2 separate regions of the Xenopus laevis genome follow, and region 1 is linked to region 2. Evidence: chromatin contacts called from public Hi-C data. All regions are on one chromosome and are shown on one strand. The core of a region is the stretch at or near the end of the contact, and the rest is flanking DNA. Distances in the headings are between cores, read along the strand shown.

What was found. A called contact is a pair of places that touch in the nucleus more often than the background predicts.
Region 1: a contact with region 2 is called in a Hi-C map of the XL177 cell line, with 6 times the contacts expected there. The contact joins the enhancer-like site here to the promoter of ferd3l.L in region 2. A contact is called at or near these places in 3 of 4 Hi-C or Micro-C datasets (the XL177 cell line, the XTC cell line and animal cap).

The regions. Positions count from the first base shown.
Region 1 is chr6L:39,391,046-39,396,860 of Xenopus_laevis_v10.1, forward strand. No RefSeq gene overlaps it. Among protein-coding and RNA genes, the nearest start is that of polr1f.L, 13 kb to the right of the region's middle. Within about 2 kb of position 2,031, at least 1 of the 7 cell types and tissues checked has an H3K27ac peak or open chromatin away from gene starts, as enhancers often do.
Region 2 is chr6L:39,233,932-39,239,415 of Xenopus_laevis_v10.1, forward strand. ferd3l.L (fer3-like protein) reads right to left here and starts at 3,162. Exons shown (of 1, transcript XM_018266961.2): 1 at 2,060-3,162. The coding sequence starts at 3,042. The coding sequence ends at 2,605.

The DNA of each region.
Region 1 (5,815 bases), core at 781-3,280, 160 kb after region 2:
GCTTTCAAATGGGTGTCACTGACCCCCTCTAAAAAAAAATGCTCTGTAAAGCACCACATTTATTGTTATTGCTACTTTTTATTACTCATCTATCCATAATACTTTGCACCAGATTTGTTCATCTTAATATGGTGCTACAAACTACCTCTAATTTAAACTGTATAATCTTGATTACATTTCAAGAATCCAACCCACCGGTGTGTTAGACTTAAAACCCATCCAATTTCAATAGTCCAACCAAAGATCTGAGTATGATGTCATACACCAATATCTCAAGACCGTCTCTATTGTAAATGGTGCTCTTACACATTACACATTTTATACTTAAAATCTTTTGTTTTGTAAGAGAATACAGATCCCCAGTATGGATGGAGGCCATTGTAAAAGTACCTGGATATTGTAAAAACAGCTGGGCAAATCATCTTGGATAGTAGCGACTGAGCACCACCAGCTCGCATGGAGTCAAGGAATAGTGTTAGCCGGGATGTTTAAAAAAAAAAGTGCTGAAAGATGTAAATCTCTAAAATGGATTATTTGGTAATGAGCCATGGCCTGGATCAAAACATTATTTTTCCCATATACCCTGATTAATTAAAAAGGATATTTTATTAATCTAGCACTAGCTGGCAACCATTAGACCTGTAAGTGAAAAATACAGACATATAAACAGGAAGGATTATGCAGAGCAGGGAAATCCAACCTGCAGCCCCACCACTGATGCTAAACAGCAACTACCATCTCCCATGATTGCTGACATCCAAATACGTTAGGGGATGCAGAGACTTTTGGTTCAACGATAGGTTAAACATCTAAAAAGCAGAGGTAAATAGCCTATTTCATGTTAATGTACTGTGGGGAGATATATGCTGATATTATATTTAAAAATGAAGGACAAGTTAAGTCATAACTTAATATTTATTCAAGAAGTACTAGGGCATCAGACTTTTACATTTCTATCTCTTGTTGAGTCTCCACTTGTTTCCTCTCATTCACCCTCTTCTATTTTCTTTCAGGGAAAAAGCTTGTCAAGTGGGCATGAAGGAGGGTTGGAGGAACCCTGAAAGTAAGATGAGGATGAAAAAGTTGGAGTAAATTAAAGAGCACAGAGTAACTGGCACATTCATCATTTACCTTTATACTAATTAAATAAGCGAAAGACCAGTAAAACCAGCTACTTCTATACTATACGGGTTAAATGCCTCCTTTGAAGCCGAGGTCCTTGTTTTATTTCAGCATGTTTGCTATCAGCTCTGCAGTGTTGAGCTGAGTTTTATCAGTTGTCTAAACAATACCTCGCCCAGTCTACTATTTTCAATGGAGCATTAGATAATACATATTCATGTTCCCAAAAACCCTGCCAAACAAATCTCAAGTAAATTATAAGTAAAAATAGCATGTTTCTAGAAATGATGCAGAATTTCAGAAAGCACAGTACAGTACGGGGCACATTTACTTAGGGTCGAATATCGAGGGTTAATTAACTCTTGATATTCGTTTGATCGAACGATCTAAGGAATAATCAATCGATTGAACAATTAAATCCTTCGAATTGAACGATTCGAAGGATTTTAATCCATTGATCGAACGATTTTCCTTCAATCAGAAATTGGCCAGAAAGCCTATGGGGACCTTCCTTTGTTGTATGGGAGGACAACTGTCAGCGTGGAAGATGGAGTAGGCTGAGGGGAAGATGGAGAACAGCAGTGCTCAGTTGGTATGTGCATTGATTAGTTAGGACAAAATTACCCACCAGGCCATCACAGGCAGATCTGTCCTAGCACCAGTGTGATAAAGTTTTTGGTGGCAAGAAATCTGTACTGTTCCAATGCTCCAATTCTGGAAGACTTTTTATTATGATCTGTTGAACCACTTCAATTAGAGGCAGCTTTTTGTCCTGATCCATTTGGTTCATTACTTATCTCAGTGTTAAGGTGGCCATACACGGGTGAAAAGCTGGCCCAGTGTACGGGGCCCTCCGTCTGTCTTCCTCCAGAGTTGGACTGGGCCAGCTGAGGGACTGGGAAAAAACTGTGCCAGCCCAGACTTGCTCCACGCCCAAATCTCTCTGGTGTGCCCAACCTCCCTCTCCTGCCCCGGTCTCCGAATGAAAAGGTACAAGCACAAGGGGGACTGGAGGGGGGTTGCGACAGGGGCGGGAGGCCTGGAGGGTCTCTGTGGCAGTAGCAAGGGGCCCTGGCCAATCCGACCCTGGCTTCCGCAACAGATATTCCCGTCGGATCGAGGACCGCATCAGTTTGTTGATGCGGCCCTCAATCCAACTGATCTTTTCTTGTATAGTCACTTTAAGATGAGAAGAAAATTAACATGTATTCAGCTGTTCATGAAACTTATTACATTATAAAAATAATTTGAATTATACTAGCACACTAAATAAAGACTTATTGATGATGAAAATGTTATAGTGCGAGCCATAATTTGGTTGTTTCTTTCTCCTTTAGAAGGCCGGCCAAAACTTCCTGTGGTTTAGCACCCCACCCTCATCTAGGTAATTAATAAAGACATCCAGAAAGCAATAAGGAAAGGGAGAGACTCATTCCATCACCAAGAGAAATGGTTTGACTCAACTCCAAAGTAAGTGCCATAAGGCAATTGAATTGGCTGCACTGAGATTATCCAAACAAACATGAGTGCATATTATAGCTGAATTATAAATATACAGTGAGGCAGCTTTTGGTTTCTTTTGCTGAACAAAGATTCCTAGATATCAGAAGATTGTTACGTCTATTCTTTTTTTTTTTTTTTTTACAAAATTATTGTAGGGCTCGGATTGAAGGTCAGTTAGGCTGAAAATTAAGGACAATTGGCATTTGCTCTCCTAGAACTAAAAGCCCAGCTTGAACATCAGTTAGAGTGAAATTTGAAGTGAATACATATTGGCTGGTTTAGATATTCTTAATATTATGACTGATACATTTATATCTGTACCATTTAATGAGCCAAGAGGGGCCTTGATGAACGTTTGGACTTTCAAATAGAACTTGAAATGAAAAAAAGTAATAACCACGATCTTGGAGCATGGTGTGGTCTGTGGCCATAAACTTACCACCTTCCAGGATCCATTCACTTTGTCACAGTTCATTTCTTAGTCCCAACTTCTTTAATGCAAAAAATGCTGTAAAAAGTTAATGTAATTTTAAAGGCCTTCATTTAGATGTTACACATAATGTACAACAGTACTGTGAATATTCCCACTATTTAGAGTGTGCAATGTTTATTCTACACACACAGTTCAGCATGCTGGTTTTTTGAGAAAAAAATTAACTTCAAATTTACATTTTAGTTTCATTACATATTTGTCATTGGCGTTCTTTGAATATGTGTACGTAGGTATTTTTAATGTGTTTTTTTTTTGTTCTGCATCAGCTTGGCATTTAAAGTTGGAAATTAGCACCAGCTAATAGTTTCACCCTTTAGATATTTTAGTGTATGTTGTTGATGTTGTTAAAGGAGAACTAAATCGAGGTACAATAGCCTCTTAACTGCCCTCTATCGGCACCCTCTCCCTCCCAGAACAGTGTATTACATAGAAAGGCACCCATATTTGGAAACTCGAGTTCAAAATGTAGAGCAGCACAGTGGAGTTCCCAGGCGCCATATTCTGCTCATTCGCATCCTCTTTGGGTCTGTACACCGACATGGAGCCTGCAGGAACATGCACAGTCCTGAACACATCTTTTGTCTACTCCTTGATATTCCCACCACTGTCTCTTCTATGGCCATGACGTAGCTTCCCAATGCCTTGCACCCTTCTGTTATTCTCCTTCACAGGTCTGTTAATTCCAGAGCATGCAAGCTATTGTAGGAGTAGGACTTTTAGCTGGTGTGGGAGAGTGACTAGAAAAAGATGGAAAAAAGTCACTCTAGCCTTTAATTTCTCCCTAGGTACAGAGAGAGGTTCCAGGAAGGGAGTTGTCTTTAAACAGAGAACGGATTCTCTGTTTAACTTTAGTAGCCAGGTATTCCATTCCAGTCTGGAAATTGGAGCTCACCTTCCAGAGGAAAGCTGTCCTGTGGATAGGCTAATTAAAGTTAATTGAAATGGCAGAGTGTGTCTTTCAGCAGGGCATAGCAGGTAGGAGACCTGGCTGTGTAAAGAACTCCCAGAGGAGCTGGGGGTGCTGCTTGCTGCCTGAAGCAGAAAGTGACCGGGACTGTGTATTGGTTGAACTGGCTACAAGAGTTGAGGGAAGCCAGGAAGCTGAACTCTAACAGGAAAGAGTCCTGTGAGGACAGGGGTGAGCCAAACTATATTGTTTGTTGTTCTGGTCGTCCACAAGGGGCCCAGTCTAGTCAGGGACTGCTTTAAAGTGTGAAAATAGTGGCCAGTGCGCAAGGTTTTTATTTTATGTTTGTTCGATACAATGGTCACCCTTGTTGATATTTGACTGTTTATGTTACAAAAGTGGGAAAATAAACTGTGTTTTCCTTAAAGAAGACTGTGTCACTGTCTTCCTGCTCCTGTGTCCTATGCTGCCCCCCAGAATTTATGTGTGAAAACGGCCAGTTTGCCCCACTGGTTTTGTATTCAGGATCAGCAGTGGGGAAATAGGAAGGATCAGACAGATTGGCTTCAGCAGTAATTTTAAAATCAGATTTTTTTTGTATTATTGTATATTAAAGTCACTCTGGTATATTAACAGAGACCTTAGACAGTAAGCATAAGATTGGCTGATCAGCACGGAACAGTCTGCATAAAGTATGGGCGCTATATGAATATATAGAATTAAAAGTTTTTCACAAATTCTAACATAAAGGGCTATAATGTTACATAAGCAGATACTTTGTAGCCCAATGGAATTAGTTCAGCAGAAAGGTAAAGCATTAACTTTGGCATACTTTTCCACAGGAGAATGTCTGGAAGCTAGCACCAATTTCAATTTATAAAAAGTCTTAAGTAAATAAAAGTAAAAAAAAAAGCGCTGCTCATATCAGTATGCACAGGCATGGACTGTCCCAGATCTGTGTATATGGAATGTAGCCACATTACAGCAACTAAGATTATATTATATACATTCTTTTCTATTCAGCCAGTCCTGCAACATATGGAGCAACAACTACAACCACAAGCCTCCCTACAGGAGCCAATAGCTGCAGGCTGCCCATCTTTACCTGGAGGGATCAAATTCGTCTTTATGAGTAGCTCTTATGTCCGACAAGTTTCTGCTTCTATTAACTAGGTGTGTGTGTTCTTTAATTCTACAGTGCTGCTACTAGGGATGCACCGAATCCACTATTTTGTGTTCGGCCAAACCCCCGAATCCTTTGCAAGGGTTCGTCCGAATACCGATCCGAATCCTAATTTGCATATGCAAATTAGGGGTGGGAAGGGGAAGACATTTTTTACTTCCTTGTTTTGTGAACAAGTCACGCGATTTCCCTTTGCAACCCTAATTTGCATATGCAAATTAGGATTCGGTTCGGCCGGGCAGAAGGATTTGGCCAAAACCGAATCCTGCTGAAAAAGGCCGAATCCTGGATTCGGTGTATCCCTAGCTGCTACACTTGCTTGTTGCTAGGAATTCATATTTTAAAGGACAGACAAAGAGAAAAAATGTGGAAAACAGAACTGGGCAGGCAGAAAGGTTTGGCTAAATGTAAGCAGCCCAATTCCCTGCAATGTGCATGCAGTTAATAACACAACAGTGACATCTAGTGACCCCACTGAGCAAAGGAATTCCTGCCCTGTATATGTATTATATCTATATAATGACTGTAGTCTGTAGTTAGTATGTTCCTGGATGCTTTGGTTTTGTAATTAAACTGTTAATTGAGGCTTACACTTGAATGGACGTAT
Region 2 (5,484 bases), core at 1,912-4,411:
TAAATTATTAAATTATTACAGAGATTTTTTTTAAAATTAAAATGGAGTTTATTCCTGTAATTTTGAGCTTTCTGGATAATGGGATTTCAGATAACAGATCCCATGCCTGTAGAAGGTCTGTATCATTTTATATCTAAATGGGGGGTACTTTGCAGAGGATAGGAGGAGTTGTCTTTCAGCAGCTGGAAAAGTATTGCTTTTTTCAGAGTTTTTAGAGCTACAGTATATACAAATGGATTTAGCTCCATTTAACAACTGATCAATGAATGCAGCAGCATTCTGCTTCTTGCCATTCTTTAAGAAAAGGAAACAGTTTTATATACACATGAATGTTCATGCTAATAGGGTTATGTATTTAAAGGGGCAAAGTTTGCTCCTTGTTTTTTTACCCATAGCAACCAATCAGTAGGAAGTATTTACTAGGCACCTGTTTAAAAGCAAACATCTTATTGGTTGCTATAGGGTACTGCACCTAGGCAAACTTAGTGCTACATTTAATGTGCCAACCTTTATCAATGTAATTCACCTCAAAAGCACAGATTTCTAGAAAATCGGGTTATGTTTTCTTAAATATCTTATTAAATAAGTTGATCAAATCTTGAAACGAATTGAGATGACATGTAAATCCTTATCTCCTGCTGGGAAGCTTATTCAAGCCTTCATGAATCTATTGAAAATCTATATTCTAGACTTAATGAACACTATTTTACATTTATAGATCAAGCTTTAAACTGGAAACTGTTCCAAGTTAATGACGGCTTCATTGTGATGAATTAATGATCTCTCTCTGCTCAGAATTTGTAGGGGTTGTAAGTTCAGAAATACAAATTTTGTCTTATAAAAGAAAGTAAGTTTCCATTATACATTCATCCCAAATTTGCAATAGTTTTTAAATTGATTTATAAATGTAAATTGCCATTAAAAGCACCAGCTGTCTATGAATTGCTATTTTTCTATAAATAGTCTTTTTAATTGCAATTATGTTTACTAAAAAACTGCTAAAAATGTTTACTTGTATATTAAAATCTGCTTAATATTACATTTTCTTTCACTATGCAGAATGGTATCTAGTGTTATCTATTTTAATGTAAATTCTGTACTCAAAAGCACTAGCTGTCTGTAAATTGCTATTCTCTACATTGCTGGTTCTCACTATTGAAACAATACAGCAGAAGGCAGACTTTTCAAAAGGCCTGCAAGGCATCGTGGGAGGTTGAATTGTAGGAAAGTGACTTCTGCTACATTGTTTCAAGATTAAGAACCAGCAGTGCAGTCTTAAGAGGGCAAATAGTTTTTCAATTGCAATTGTGTTTACTAAAAAATGTTAACTGTTTTAACATTTTGCTGTATATTAAAAATCTGCTTAGTATTACATTTTCTTTCATTATGTAGAGTTGTAGCTTGTGTTGATATCACTTTAATGTAAATTCTGTATGCAGTGACAATATGTCAGATATCCAATATACAGTATGACTTCTTTCTCTTTATGCGTAAAATTCATTCTGGTGGTGCAGCAGTCTGTTTTCTGAAATGTATACAATAATTACTCTGGTTTTTTAATATATTTATAAAGGTTATAAAAACCCCACTTTATTTGTTTTTCCTTTCTATGGACTCGGCGGGCAGTCCTATTCCCAGCACATTGTTACAGTGACCTCCGAGGCATTATCAGATAATGCCAAAATAATTTAAGTTTTTCTTGCCTTTGCCTCGGCCTGTGAAGTTAAATCCCTCCCACCTGCAGGTGTAAGTGCAGCATCAACAGCTATCAAAAGCCAATTAGTTCCCCGAGAGTGGCCAGCACAAAGAGAGAGGCTCCGAGGTTTCTCAGGGCTCTCGACAACTATGAGCCAACACCAAAATGAAAAACCAGCCACTTGTTTAAACATTCTGCCTTGTCTTTTTAATATCACTCTTGTCAAAACCAATAATGGGGAAAACTTTGCACGTAATTTCCATTTTTTTTTTTTGCAGTCATGTGACAAGCGAGCTATGTTTCTGTTTAGAAAAAAAGCTGTGTGACCATTTAAATTATTATTCAAATATATATCAAAAGTTTTGATTATTTTAATATGGTTTCATTATTTTCATTACATTTCTTTTTCAAATGATTCCTAACTTTTTTTTTACCCAGGAGCTAATTATTAAGGCACTCTTGTCATTGGAATGAGTAATGGTTGCCGAAATGTGATTACAATTAAAATATCATTTAATTTTTATACAACATACACTTTTAACAGTCCACCCGACATAAAGTCTCTCTGATTTTTACAGTTTATCTACTAAAGCAGATAGATAATAGATACATGATTTTAATATACTGAAATCCAATATTAAACAAAATATACCATATTATTTTTTTTATGTAGAATAGTAGAATTTAAAAAGATTTATGTTTACTATTAGTACATAGGTCTGTGTACTCTGTTCTTCTCGGTTCCCCTTCTTGTATTAACACTATCCCATACGAGTATCTTAATTTAAAGCTAGAATGGCCAAAGATAAAGGGAAAGGACCCACCTAGCTTTTACTGTTGATTCATAAACAGGTTTTCCTTTGAATGTATCTGTTTTAGCATAGGCACTGGCTCCACCGTCACACATCCTATTTTTTATTTTCAGGGGTTTCCAGCAGTTCAGTCATGAAGGATATATATACTATGGCAAGGCGTAACGTCTCGATTCTGGAAAGTCTTTTTTCATAGGCAAAAGTGGGTACCTTTTTTCGGAGCAAATCAAAGGCTTCGTTGAGGTTAAACATCCGCTTTCTTTCTCTTACGTTGGCAGCTTGGCGCTGAGCATATGTGATCACCCGTTTTCTTTTGGGGCGACCCGTGGGAGAATAAAGTTGGAATTCCTCTTCATATTCTGTCTCTTCGTCTTCAAATCTGGTAATGGCAGAGACATCGTCATGGAATGAGACGGATCTGTCCTCAAATGAAGGAAAATCATAGAAACTGTCACCTAGGTTCAGACCTTGAACTGGACTCATCATTGCACGTTGATTCTCTCTGTAAAAAGAAAAAATCCGGCAGATTTGCATCAATCAAAAAGCAAATGAACAGCAAACTCTAATAAAACTTGGAATTCCACCTGTTGCTGTTTCACAATTTTCTACTGTTTGGTACATTTTAGGATAGTGAAACATACTTTCAAGCCGTCGAAATAGCCCCTTCAGCCCAACTAGTGTGAACATTTATATTTATATCCAAGGAGGTAACAGGATTAAAAAGGAAAAAAAAAAGCGAAAAAATAGTTTCATCCTAATGTTGATAGAAACAGACACACAAAAACCTAGGACACGTGGATATTCCGGTGGAAAAGCAGTTGAGTTTTTAAATCCTGTTAAAGTGAAGAAGGAGAATTTCTTTTTAGTATAGCTGACAGTTCTCACCCGCTGGGAAAGTAGAAAATAAGTGATTCTTCAAAGTAGACAATCCCAGAACTGCTCCATGCAGGAACTGTTGTGCCTTGCCTGTTGGAACGACTGAACTTTGGAGAAAGACTTTTCCAGTTGATATGAGATAAGTCTATGCTTGCTCTTTATGATCTTCTGGAGAGGGGTCTAGTGTGAAAAGGGTCAAATGGAAATGTTTACCCTGTTTCCCGGTGCAGAGACAGCTGAATGACAGGACCTCCATTTGCTTAAGCAAGCAGTGTAGCGTACCCAATATTGCATTCCCAATTGTAACTCTTGGAACCAGCTTTATCCTGCAAATAAGTTCAAATATGGACCCAACTGTGCAGTAAAACATTTTCTTTCAGTTTCGGAGATGAGTTTGTTACCACTGTTATTACAATGGAAGTGTGTAAACGCCTTTAGACATAAGAAGTCTAAGTACATGCTTCATCTTTAGAGGCCTGTATTAGAAACTCCCCACTGAAAAACACTAAGCCATAAGGAAACACTACATTGCTGAGGTTTTGATATGGTGCACGAGATGTTTTATATTTCTGTCTACGAAATCAATGTCTTTGAGGGATTTAAAACACACCAGCATTATTTACAGTTATATGAGAGTGCAGCAGTATACACTCATATAAAGTAATAGCTATTTTACAACTAAAAAACACATATCTATCTATTTTATCCATCAGAGAAAAATTCAGATATTGATGCATATTTAGTATAAAGTACGAATGGCTATCTTATTGCTCTCTAGTTGTTGCTGAACAAAAACACTCAACATTATATAAGAAACTTTGGCTGTTATAGAATGTGGAGTTGTAGTTCCATAGCTGCATGGATGCAAACTGATATCCATATTGGAAAATACAACTTATTGCTAGGACTAGAAATACAAGAAATCTAGAAAAGTAATTACTGACTGAACTTACATTAATGAAGACACAATAGACTTGAGCACAACTGCAAAGAGAAAAATACTACGGCATCAAATTTAATTTTAATTTCTTGGATTTTATCTAAGTGGGTTGCTGCATTTCTATTAGGATACACTGGGAGACCAATTTCTTAATTTTCTAATTCATTTTTTTTTATTGTGTTTGCGGAAAAACTGGTTAGAAGAAAACAATAGAATAAGCAGTTGCGCTGTTCCCATTCATTTCTGTGAATCTGTGAACTCTCAACTGTTCTTGACAATTTTGTAAAAATATAAAAATGGTAAAGTTTTACATTCAAATTTTTTTTTTAATTTGCTGAATTTCAAAAATTAGAGTCTGAAAAATAATATATTCAAGGTCCTTTTATTCACAACAAAAATGCAGTCACAAGTTTTAATAAATTTGCCTCCTTTTTTTTTTATTTGCCTGTGTGTTGGGAATGCTGGGAATAGTCAGGGGTGCTTCGCCAATGAGGCGAGTTGAGGCTGTCACCTCAGGCGGAAGCACCCTACTAGGTACCAGGGGCAGCAAAAATGCTGCTCCTGGTACTTTAAGAGCGAATTTTCGGGGGAGGGGGGCAGCAGCAACTGCTGCTGCCTCAGGCGGCAGAGGGGCCAGGATCACCCCTGGGAATAGTGATTGGTGAAAAAAATTGGCATACACTAATTTGCGTTGAAAAATCCTCTGCGGCAAAATAAATTTGGCGCGCGCATAAAAATTGATGTGCATTAAACATTATTTTGACACCCATTGACATTGCTACCTATCATGTTGGTGCATTATAAATAAAGAATATTAACCAAAATAACAGAAATATGGAAGGCCACTGGATCTGCTTTGAATTGCTCACACCATCTGTTAAACTTATCTTCATATTTTTGTGATTTTATCTGGTATATTAAATGCACTGTCAAATGGGAAACTCCTTTTTAGACCAATAGCAATCAGGTTTTGTATTTTGTAAACTGAGTTACATTTGTAATACTATGCAATCTGTGTCCTAATTGTGGGAAAATATAGAAAGACATTATGCTTCCGCTAAATCATATGCGATTGTTTCTTGCCAAACAGCTATTCAAGGGGCAGAGTAAACTTTGAATGAACTATATAAAAATATACATATACATATTCTAATAAAAAA